3 separate regions of the Zea mays genome follow, and all the other regions are linked to region 1. Evidence: chromatin contacts called from public Hi-C data. All regions are on one chromosome and are shown on one strand. Each heading gives the region's core, a stretch centred on a gene start, on an enhancer-like site or on the middle of the called end of the contact. The rest is flanking DNA. Distances are from core to core; before and after follow the strand shown. Region 1 holds the start of LOC103638693. Region 2 holds the start of LOC103638699 (putative F-box/LRR-repeat protein 22). Region 3 holds the start of LOC100383344.

What was found. A called contact is a pair of places that touch in the nucleus more often than the background predicts.
Region 2: a contact with region 1 is called in a Hi-C map of ear, with 4 times the contacts expected there. The contact joins the promoter of LOC103638699 here to the promoter of LOC103638693 in region 1. A contact is called at or near these places in 2 of 25 Hi-C or Micro-C datasets (ear and tassel).
Region 3: a contact with region 1 is called in a Hi-C map of tassel, with 2.2 times the contacts expected there. The contact joins the promoter of LOC100383344 here to the promoter of LOC103638693 in region 1. A contact is called at or near these places in 4 of 25 Hi-C or Micro-C datasets (bundle sheath, ear, leaf and 1 more).

The regions. Positions count from the first base shown.
Region 1 is chr9:95,698,023-95,701,871 of Zm-B73-REFERENCE-NAM-5.0, reverse strand. It overlaps LOC103638693, which reads left to right and starts at 2,073. Exons shown (of 4, transcript XM_008661534.3): 1 at 2,073-2,268; 2 at 2,341-2,414; 3 at 2,534-2,959; 4 at 3,033-3,779. The coding sequence starts at 2,548. The coding sequence ends at 3,709.
Region 2 is chr9:95,987,572-95,990,981 of Zm-B73-REFERENCE-NAM-5.0, reverse strand. LOC103638699 (putative F-box/LRR-repeat protein 22) reads left to right here and starts at 1,923. Exons shown (of 2, transcript XM_020544168.1): 1 at 1,923-2,392. The coding sequence starts at 1,959.
Region 3 is chr9:96,166,712-96,170,518 of Zm-B73-REFERENCE-NAM-5.0, reverse strand. LOC100383344 reads right to left here and starts at 2,402. Exons shown (of 2, transcript NM_001176000.1): 1 at 1,566-2,402; 2 at 974-1,469. The coding sequence starts at 2,326. The coding sequence ends at 1,337. LOC100192097 reads left to right here. Exons shown (of 9, transcript NM_001137520.1): 9 at 276-883. The coding sequence ends at 617.

The sequences.
Region 1 (3,849 bases), core at 824-3,323:
TGCCTCCGTAAAGTTTCACGATTTTTTAGGCTATTTATATATTATTAATTTCTTATCGTAGAAAATCATCAAAATACAATTAAATCCATAAAATATTGTAGCGTCGACCGAAAATTACAAATAAGTTACCAATATTAATAAATAGTCTATAAAAAGATAACCGTAAGTTCCCACATGGAGATAAGCTTAAGCCCCCCACGTAAAAATGATAAAGTATATTAATTTGATATAAATTTGGAAATTATTTCAATGATTTTGGCCTAGAGATATGTTTAAACAAAAAAATGATGTACTACAAAGTTATAGATCTCTTCAACCTCTACAATTTTTATATAAACTTTATCTTCATATGATTTCATATGTAAAGTTATGATTTTATAACTATTTTATGCAGAAAAAGAAAAACGGGTACCCGAATTCCGGGTACCCGTATCCGACTCGAATATTCGGGTATTTACCGGGTAGTACTCGCTCTGTATCTGACCCGAATCCGAAGTTGCAGTATCCGGGTATTACCTGTATCTGTCTCGAATATAAAAATACCCGAATCCATATCCGAAAAACAGGTATTTACACTATCCATATCTGGTACCCGACGGGTATACCCGACCCGTTTTCACTCCTAGAAGCTAGTCTACAAGTCAAACACTTTCCTAAACTTGTAGCTTTGAAGTAGAGTTGCTCAACTCTGAAGTTAATAAAGTTGAATTGGTTTTTATGAAACTGAGCTGTGTCAAATAGCCCCTAAGAACAACTCTAATAGATCTCTAAAAAAGGTCCTTAAACTCAGGTTTAGCAAGTCGCTAAATAGCTATAGAGAGTAAAAAATAGCTATAGAGAGTAAAAAATAACTTGGTCTCCAAAAGTTTTTAATATTTGGGAAGTAGTTCAGTTTTGAATCTAGTTTTGGTAGGTTCATTTTCTTTTTTCTGGAGTTCGATCAAGATTTTGTCTCCCTGATAGCCTACTTCTCTGTAGCGGCGGCGTGAGCGCCGATAGACTGCAACAATTACATACAATGTCTCCTAGAAGCTAGTAATCATGTTAGTGCCTTGTATCTATCTACTATATCCAATAACGTAGAAGGAGGTGAACCTTGAGCCTGCGCATCGGACCTGGCAGGGCGGCATAGCTAGCTTGACGGCAGGGTCGAGTGTCAAGAAGTTCAACGGCGAAGGAGAATGCTTAGTCGTCTGGCGACGCCAGAGCTGCCTTGGTGGCATAGTCGTGGGGCCGAGGAGCAGGGTTACTCCCGTCGGACCTAGCAGATGGAGGGGTTGAGGGTAGAAGACATCGAGGGTGGAGTAGACCGGTTGGCGCAACCTGTGGAGGAGCGGTGGACCAAAAATTTATGCCACACGTGTCGGACCCGACTGTCTCGCTACGGTCCGACCTAGCTACATAGCTGCATAAGAAAGAACGAGCATACGGTGCGAAGAAATCAATGCCAACTACGTTTGAGAAGTTGTTGGATAGCAAATAACTAAATTTAGCAAGTCTATTTAGAGAATTATTGGAGAAACGTTAGTCGCTCTAACTCGCCTTCTAGCTTGAATCAAGGCGTGGCTGGCTGCTACTCAGCTAAACCAAGTGCCAGCCTTGCTGTCACTAGGGTGAAAACGGGACAGGATTACCCGGCGGGTACCGGATACGGGTACTTAAAATACCCTGTTTTTCGGGTACCGGATACGGGTAATTTTGTATACGGGTCGGATACGGATACTACCCGGATATGCATCAGTCGGATACGGGTAGGATACATGATGACCACTACCCGGCAAATACCCGAGAAGTACGGGTAGGATACGGGTACCCGGTTAGCGGGTACCCGCTTCAGTTCCTGCATGCATTGTGCCTGTACGTGGAACGTCTCGGGCTCTCGGCTCATGCATGCTCGTTGTGGAACGTCTCGGGCTCTCGGCTCATGCATGCTCGTTTCAATTTTCTAGTGCCTGTGCGTGGAATGTCAAGCCCATGCTTGTTTCATGAACATGCTACGTGCAAACAGGCCCAGTCGGCAGCCCCAGTCCATCCGGCCATTTGTTTGGACGACCAGACGTCCACCAGTCACCACGCGACCACGGTCCACGGACTCACGGAGACAGACGCAGACGCCGCACCCGCACGGCCGTAGCTAGCCCTAGCCGCCAGGCACCAGCGGCCAGCCGGAGGCCCGGACGACTGGACTGCCATTCTGCCAAAGCCGTCGTCGCCACAGGGAAGCGCCAGTACGCCGCCGCGCCGGTACGCCGCTCGGCCCTTCTACAGGTGAGTCTCCACCCCGCTCATGGCAGTTCGCCTGTTTCCATCCGACACTCAGGTTTACTGCACCTGTTCCAGTGTTCGTAGTCCCAGTTGTTCCGGCGAGTGGCGACTATCAGCTTCAGAGCTTCCCCAAATCAGCCACTAGAAAGGTCAGCATCAACATTCACTGTCCGAGCATCTCTTATTCTGTTTAGTCAGGTGTTCATGTCACTGAGATGGAGGATGTAAATCAGTTTTCATGTCACTGAGAATATCTTATTTTATTTAGGAATTGGCAGCACCATGGATGTAAATCACATCACTGAGATGGAGGATGGTTTAAATGATGATGAAATGGAATATCCATTTGAGGGTGATGCTAATGCCAGTAACAATGATCAGATAGTAGAGGACCATGCTGATGATGCCCCTATTGCTAGTGGTGAGAATGCCATCGTCCAACAGCAAGTTGGTCTGAGAAAGAAGAAGTACATGTATGTGAATGACCATCGTGTTGTGAAACAACGGAAACTAGTACCAACAGTGACAATTCCCGCTATGAACAAGGATAAAGGTCCAATGCCAATGAGTATCTCCAAGATGAAAACCAAGAAGCCAATCGGTACCCCTACTAGCAGCAAGCTAATGGCATCTGCATTCAAGGTCACATCAAGCAAGAATGAACTTATGGTTTTAATGCAAAAATCAGCTGAAGGTAATGACTTTGTGCATTTTCTTTTCATAGGCTGCAAGTTTCAATTTGCAATAAAAAATGTTTTTTGTTGTAGTTGTGCAACCTGCAATTGCAAGTGCTACCGCTAGTGCAAACGCAAGTGCAAGTTCAAGTGTAAGGGCAAGTGCAAGTGCAAGCATACCAGCAAGTGCCCAAGCAAGTGTCGGCGACGATGAAAAACAAGTAGATGGCCAGATTGGGAAAAGACTCACTTCATGGGTCTGGCAACATTTCACAAGGTATGAAATAGATGTTGAGCAACCTGATGGTTCCAGTGTTAAGCAAAAGTGGGCAAAATGTCTTCGATGTTCACATAAAGCTAAGGCTGATGCTTCAAATGGTACAAAGGCTTTTAGTAACCACTTAAAATTGAAACATTGTCTTGTGAAGGGTCAACAACAGCTAAGTCAGAGTGGGAATGACATAGCGACATATAAATATGATGAGAAAGCCAGTGTGAGACTTCTATATTATGCCATCATCATGCATGAATATCCATTCATTGTTGCCGAACACAAGTATTTTATGAAATTTATCAAATCACTACGGCCATCCTTTCCTTTCAAGTCTCGTATCACTGTTCGTAAAGAGATCCTTCGCTATGTTGTTTGCGCTTTTGTAATAAACTATGTAGCATGTTGTGTATCTCTTTTAATGTTGCGGCGAACTTGTGTGAAATATCCACTATCTATTATATATTTGTGGAATTGTGAACTTGTGGATTATACATAAAAGACGGGGTATGCTGCTGATTTACTTTTAAAATTGTGTTGTTTCTTCTATAATGAACCTGTGTGAAATATCTACTATTTGTTATATACTTGTGGACTTGTGGAGTATGCCTAAAAGAGGGGATATGCTGCTGATTTTTT
Region 2 (3,410 bases), core at 674-3,173, 290 kb before region 1:
ATGATTTCCTTTGCTATTCATTTTGCGCTAGCACATCAAGCTGCAATAGCACATAAGTTCTTTTCATAAGAATCACAAGATAAAGATAGCATCACACTTCCTCCAAGTAAAGAGGTGTATCCCCATATTATGCAAAAATGATATTGATATCCAATGAACATATCTAATGAACATTGAGGATAATTAAGCCCATTAGGCGAGTTCATCAAACTCTATAAGGAATTATCCTTGAAATGGCACAACCATTTTCGTGTGATGTTGCAACATTGCCACAAAATATATCATATCTTCATATGTTGGAGAATTCCAGGTATCACATACAGTGTACCAAAAGGATTTTTTTGAGAATTGGTGAACACAACGTAGATAATCTCCATGTAATGATACACAATGGAGTAGATCTCCCAGTAGTGGGCAAAATTTTGCTACCTAAAATCATGGTCTCAAGGCTAATATATTCAAGGAACATACCGCAACCAATGCTTAGGTCTCCACTACCCTGTGCTTGACCAAAATTTCAAAAAATGGTAATCACCATAAAGGTGAATAACCAAAAACACATCTCATACATATTTACTTGGGAGGACACATAGGTAATCATCATGATCATATGATGTAGACCTCTTATTGATGGTCAAATAACTTTTTTGCTGTCTAAAAGCTTGGTCTCAGGGCAAATAAATTCCAAGAACTTATTGGAGGCAAAGCCTAGATCTCCATCATGTGTTTAACAATCCCAAGTTGAAGAAATGCACCATATTCAAGAACTTTTGAGTTGTCAGTGTGACCGCAACATCCTATGTGGCTCACATAGCCCACGACGCCTGCATGGTCCGTGATTTTTTCGGGTTAGCACATATAGGTAATCATCTCGAAAGATGTAGACCTTTTAGTGATAAGCATTTCAAATGCGGCCTAAAGCACGGTCTCTGGGCTACTAAACTCTATAAAGAATTTAGCGCAGCTAGTGCTTAGGACTCCATCACTCTATGTTTTGCCCAAAAATGCAACCTTATTTTGCATGAGGACCATTAAGTTTCAACTTAATTATGTGCTATGTTTTCCATGCAAACATAAAAGAATGTAAGAACAAAAATAAGTCGAAAATATGTGAAATAACATATATCGTCAGCCAGCAGTCTAAATATTCAAATTTAGACACACTAACACTGATTAAGACAGTAGTTTGAACTAACATCGAGATATTCTGACTGAAAATGCAGAAAATAAAATTAGAAAAAAATGAAAAGGAGCATGTGGCCCAATCTGGCCAAAATGGCCCATGGTGTTCGACTTGGTCCACGGCACAAAAAGGAACAGGTCGATCGCTCCTACGATTAGGGGGTGTCGCCGCCTAGCATGGTCGGTCGCTCCTATCTGCCTGCGCCGGGGTGCGGCTGCCGTGGCCGGAGCACGTTCGCCCACGCCGGGGGCTCGGCCGCCCGCGCGTGGCCAGGGCTGGCCGCCCACGCCGCGCCTGCCCGCTCGCTCGTGTGCACGCTCGCCTATGCCGATCCGTGGCCGAGGCCGGGGTCACTCGCTTGGCCAGGGCACACCGTGGCTGGGGCCCGCCGTAGCCGAGGCTTTCCGCACCCGCGCGAGGCAGTGCCGAGGTCGTCGCGAGCATACACCGCGTCAACTATTTTTCTCAGGAGACAAATCTTCCAGCTAGATGGCGCTAACGAGAAGAACGAGGCAGCGTTGGCATGGGGATATTGCGCCTCCTCGATTCTAGCTTGTGAACAAAACAGTTACGCCATTCGCAGTTGGACCGGAATAATGTTAGGTTAATGTTATCGAAACGCGTAACATACTGTTATGCATTAATTAAGTGAAATTTAAATTATAGACGCATCGGTCACCTCAGCCTTAAATTCCACCTCGGCGACCATTCGTCTTCTGCACCAGCACCTGCACCTGTGCATCGCACTCGCAATCGCAGCTCAAGCGTCAATAAAATGCAGGCGGCAGCGAAATCATACTCCACACCAGACACCACAGACCCGCTCACGGCTATGGCTAATGTTTCACAGGCCGTAGCTATGCCGTCCTCCTCCCGCCGCCACGGTGGTCGCCACAGAGCAGAACCTCCCTCGCATTCACCAGCGCCCAGTGAGCCGAGGGACTGGACGGCGCTGCCTCAGGACATCCTGATAACCGTCTTCCTCAAGCTTGGGCCCCGCGAGATCATGCTGGGCGCGGAGTTCGTGTGCACGACGTGGCGACGCGTAGCCGTCGGCGAGGCTCTGCTGTGGCGCCGCATCGACATGATTTCGGCTTTTTACCCCGCCAGGCGCTCGATGGCGCGTGTCGCGCTAGATCGTAGCGCGGGGCAGTGCGAAGCCTTTTGGGAATTCTGCGACAGTGAGATGCTGCTCTATCTTGTGAAAAGGTATGGTCTAGTCCTTTGCCTCTCCATCTCCCGAGTTTGTTTCCATTTTTTAGTATTATCATTAGCTTGAAAGTAGCACTTAGCTTTTCAAATGTATTCAATCGATTGTATAAAATATCCTTCTTGGTATCTCCGAGAGTTCGAAAACTCACTCCCGATCTGAATTTTTTTAGCAAAATTACAGAAGAAACTGGTCTCCAATAACTTCCTGTCTTACTTAACATCTAATCTTCGCACTTGTGAAAATAGGGGCTAACAGCGTGTGAAAATATAAGCGAGCGCGTTTAAGTGCATTCTTTGGAAGCACTACTTTTTAAGAAACATGTTTTATAAAAATTGATATTATTACAAACATAATAGTATTTATCGTAGTTTATAGAAGCTCGCCTCTCCCTAGCTAAAACCAAATTATTAAAACTGAAGTGGTTTCAAACACCATAAACCATTTTTTTCACATAAATCAGTTTCTAAAAACTAAAGATAAAAACTGGATTCGTAAAAACTGTTACTTTCAAACAGGACCTAAAGGTAGGGATACGAAAAGAATAAGCTGTAGAATAGGGGTTTAATGAAGACAAATAAAATGTAAAACTAGTTTATGTGGTTAGATAATAGTACCTAGATTTTAAAAACTTCATAAGCGACCCATCGAATATGCGCCCAGTACTTTTTAGGCTCTTAGCCAACTCTTGGATTTATCAATTTTTTTAAAATTTCGGAACTATAGTAGGTGGTATGAAATTTGTACTACTAGTCATCGTTGTGCTTCTAAGAATTGATAAATGTTCTATTATAAGGTTGAAACGGCTAAACTTACTAATTTGTAGAATATATTATATTTTGGATAATTTTTGTGTGCAGTGATTGTTTCATTTAAAGTGGTTTATGGTGTGTTTAGGAACACAGTTTTCTACAGTATTGGAACAATACTCAGTATTTTATAATACCATGTAATTGTAAATTAAGCTTATGTCATATCATTTGTATACCGTGGTATTTGAAATATTTTGGTTTTGAA
Region 3 (3,807 bases), core at 1,153-3,652, 470 kb before region 1:
TGTAACCTAGTTAATAGTTATATGTTAAATTCATTGCAAGTACATAATCCATACTTTTGTGGAGTTGACAGCTATTTGAATAAGAAAACAAAAAATTAAAAGGCTCCGAAAGCCTAGTCTGGTCTTGTTTTCACTGGATTCTTGCTTTTGAATTTCCAATTACAGTTATGTCACACTTAAAGTTTTCATAGCCAGCTTGACACTAACCCACTAGGTATAAAGGTTATGGCTCTCTAACTTCTGAAGGATGTTATATTATTTTCTGTTGATCTTAGATACCTACAACAAGAGCTAGGTCACCAAAGCTTGGTCGCTCCAAGAACACATCCTCAGGAGGGACAGAAGGGAATCCAAATCCTCCAGCTCGTTCAGGTCGACTGAGTCTCGATGAAAGGGTCTCCCAAAATGGTGTCAAGAAAGCACCTGCTGCAAATGCAGTGAAGAAGCCCCAACGGAAATCTCTACCTAAACTGCCTTCAGAGCAAACAACCAAAGTTGACATTGCACCATCTGTTCCATCTGCAGAAGAGCTAGAAAACAAGTCGCCGACGAAGGGTCTTGATCGAGAGCCGATCCGCGCTCAAATTACACCTGACGAACCTGGACTTACTGCATAGGAACCTATCAAGCCGACTCCTATGAAAGGAGGGAGTTGTGCCCCAGCTTCCTTTATCACATTTTGCTATTTCTGCAGTAAACTGCTGGCTGGTATTATGTATTAGAATTAGTCTCAGCACCAGGAGCTTGAAGAGTGGCAAGTGACACCGTGTATTCTTTATCTTAGTTTCTGTTGACATACCAGGTATTTGTAGTTGGCAGACAGGCAGAATTTCATATTATTCTCCAGGGCTACCAGTCAATTAAGTTGCCGTCCAAGTAAGATATGTACACGATTTTGCAAAGCTTTGTGATTCAGTGCATCAGTTCTTGCAGTTCGATATCTGCTCTTCTTGGAAGATGCTCTGCTCGGATGAAGCAGCAGGAAGGGGTTTTGACGTTTATTTCACGAGGGATACTGCATTACTAGTAATGATACACAAGTGACTAGGAACATACTGCACGTACAAGTTCAGCAGGGTCTCAATCTACATATCTACTATACATAGCCCTGCAAAGTCTATAGACGCTAATAGGCTTAGGCGCGTGTGTGCTCTGCCAGATTCAGTTTTACATGTGCCGTGATTCAGTTCACAAGCGGCGAGGAGCCTGCCGGCGATGTGAGTCACTCGTCGGGGGTTTCTGCACGGTTATCACCCAGTCACTCTCCACTCTCCAGGGTTCCAGATTCAGCTTCGTTCACAGGCGGTGGTGAGATCTAGATCGAGTTCACGATCATCTAAGAGGCCGCTGTGATGGAAGGACGCTGAGCTGCCCCCTGGAACAGCGAAGGCGGTGGCAAGGGCTCGGAGTTCTCTTCCTCGTCTTCCTCGGCGTCCCACAGGAACCCGGCGTAAGAGCCCAGGACGTAGCTGAAGCGGAAGCAAGATCACTGTTGTCAGCGCGATCTGAATAGACAGTATATGTGTATATCGGCGTGTAACAAGAATCACGGTGATGTCACTGACCAGTCGTCGGGCGCGGCCTGGACGGCGCGGCTGTAGTAGTCCTCGGCGCGGCCAGCGTCGCGGCTGGTCTCCCAAACGAGGCCCGCGTAGAGCGACAGCGCCTCGGCGTCGCCGGGGCTGGCGAGGATGGCGCGCTCGCAGTACTCCTGCGCCCTTGCCGCGTCCCCGGCCACCTCCTTGAGGAACCTGGCGTAGTTGACCAGGAGCAGCGAGTTGCCCGGGTCCGCCTCGATCATCTGCCGGTAGTGGGCGTCCGTGGCGGCGCGGTTGCTGCCACCGTCGCCGTCCCCGATCCCACCCTTGCCGCCGCTGCTGCCGCACGCCTTCCCGCCCCCGCCGCTGCCCCCGACGCCCTGCTCCACGAACGCCAGCGCCGCGGCGGCGGACACGTCCAGCCCCGTGTTCGTCAGCAGCCGACGCAGCGGCAGCGGCACGTCCACGCCGGCCCCCGCGACCGCGACCAGGTCCTCCTCCTCCTCGCCCTCGCCGTCCTCCTCCTCGACGAAGATGGAGGCGGACGAGGACAAGGACGCGGACAGGGACAGCCTCGGCGCCCTCCCGTGTCCATCGTCCTTCTTGGGCACGAGCGGCGCGGCGAGGTCCCCCTCGGACATGGCGCGGCACAGCACCGGCCCATGCCTAGGCGCCGCCACTGCCGGTGACAACAACGGCGAAACCACCGCGAGGTGCTCGACCGACGCCGCCGCAGCCGGCGCGCGCCCGCAGTTGAGCAGCGGCGAGGACGCGCTCCGAAGCAGCATCACGCCAGCCAGACTTCACTCGTCCTCGGCTCTCGGGCCCTCTCTCTCTCTCTCTCGCAAATATCGCGAGCGGCAGTGTCCGCGCCCGTGCCACTGAGTCACTGACATCCCACGGGGCCGCGAATATTTATAAGCCCGCGCGGCGCGCGCACGTGATGGCGTCCGGCGTGGCGTCCGCTGAGTGGCCGCAGCGATACGCGCCGTGGGTCCCGTGTTGGCCCGCCGGCTGCCGCAGTGGCTGTCGCTTTGGGAGGTGGGGCCCGTTGGTGGAGGGGCGGGCCCGAGAGCGGACGGACGAAACGAGCTGCGGGCTACGCGACGGAACGCGGGGCAGCGGGTGGGTGAGCGCGACGGCGGTTGGACTGCCGGACGGGTACTGATTTGCCCTTGGCTACCAATGATTGGCCGCCGCAAGGTTTTACATGCTTGGCTGCCATGAGCGGACAGCAACCAGGGCGTCGGTCTACGGCGGCTGAGGGACAGAGCTGTGTGGAGCTCGCGCCGTGGTTAGATGGGTCAAGTTGTGTGTGAAAACGGTGTGGTTTTAGAGGAGAACAAATTCAAAAGATAGGTAGGCTCAAGATCTTCGTTTGGGATGATAGGTTGCTAGAGGGTTTTGAACAGGGGAACCTATTTATGTTCAAATGGCAGGATGTCATATACACAATGTGAGATAAATGTCTTAGATTTAAAATATGCACGTGAACACTGAATATGTTGCCTTTGGATAGAGAGGAGCGAGGAGCAATTTTTTCTTTAACTCTCACTTCCAAATATAAATGAACATACATACTCATGATCTGAATCTGTGAGAGCTATATTGAATGCTTGTTTGATAGAGCTCCACGGGTAGAAGAAGTGAACCTGGATCCTATATTTATCTAGATGCACCGTGAAGCAGCTCTGCCATAGATCTAAGACTCGCTAAATTATTTGATATAACTCTACATCTCTTTGTATCTCACTGTCACCTTGGATCCCATACGCCGAAAAAAAGAATAAAATCATGGCAACTTTAAAAAAAACTTCGTGAACAAATCTGCTCCAAAAAAACCCTACCAAGTGGCCCTAAATCATTAGAACATGTAGTTCTACTAAACTTGTGAAAATGTATTGTTAATATTTATGACTCAACATAGTTATATCATAAATATATATTCAATAATAAATATAATAATATATATTTGTAGTCCTTTATATGTTTTTCCTCAAATTAACTTTGAGTAGTTAAGCTAGTACCGTGTGTTTGTTATAAGAAAGAAAATCGAAACAAAAGGTTTTTTTTATTCTATTGCAATATAGCCATTGATTTCTACACTTAATTTTACTTTATTATAGATCCTTGATTCTAGAAGTTCCTTCTCTAAGAATTTGGTTTCAATTAATTCTATATATTATTATTTTTATCTTTTAATTAATGGGTCTCGTTTTATTAGAAACCGTAAAAGACTATTTGAATTTACTATAATTGTTTATGCAGG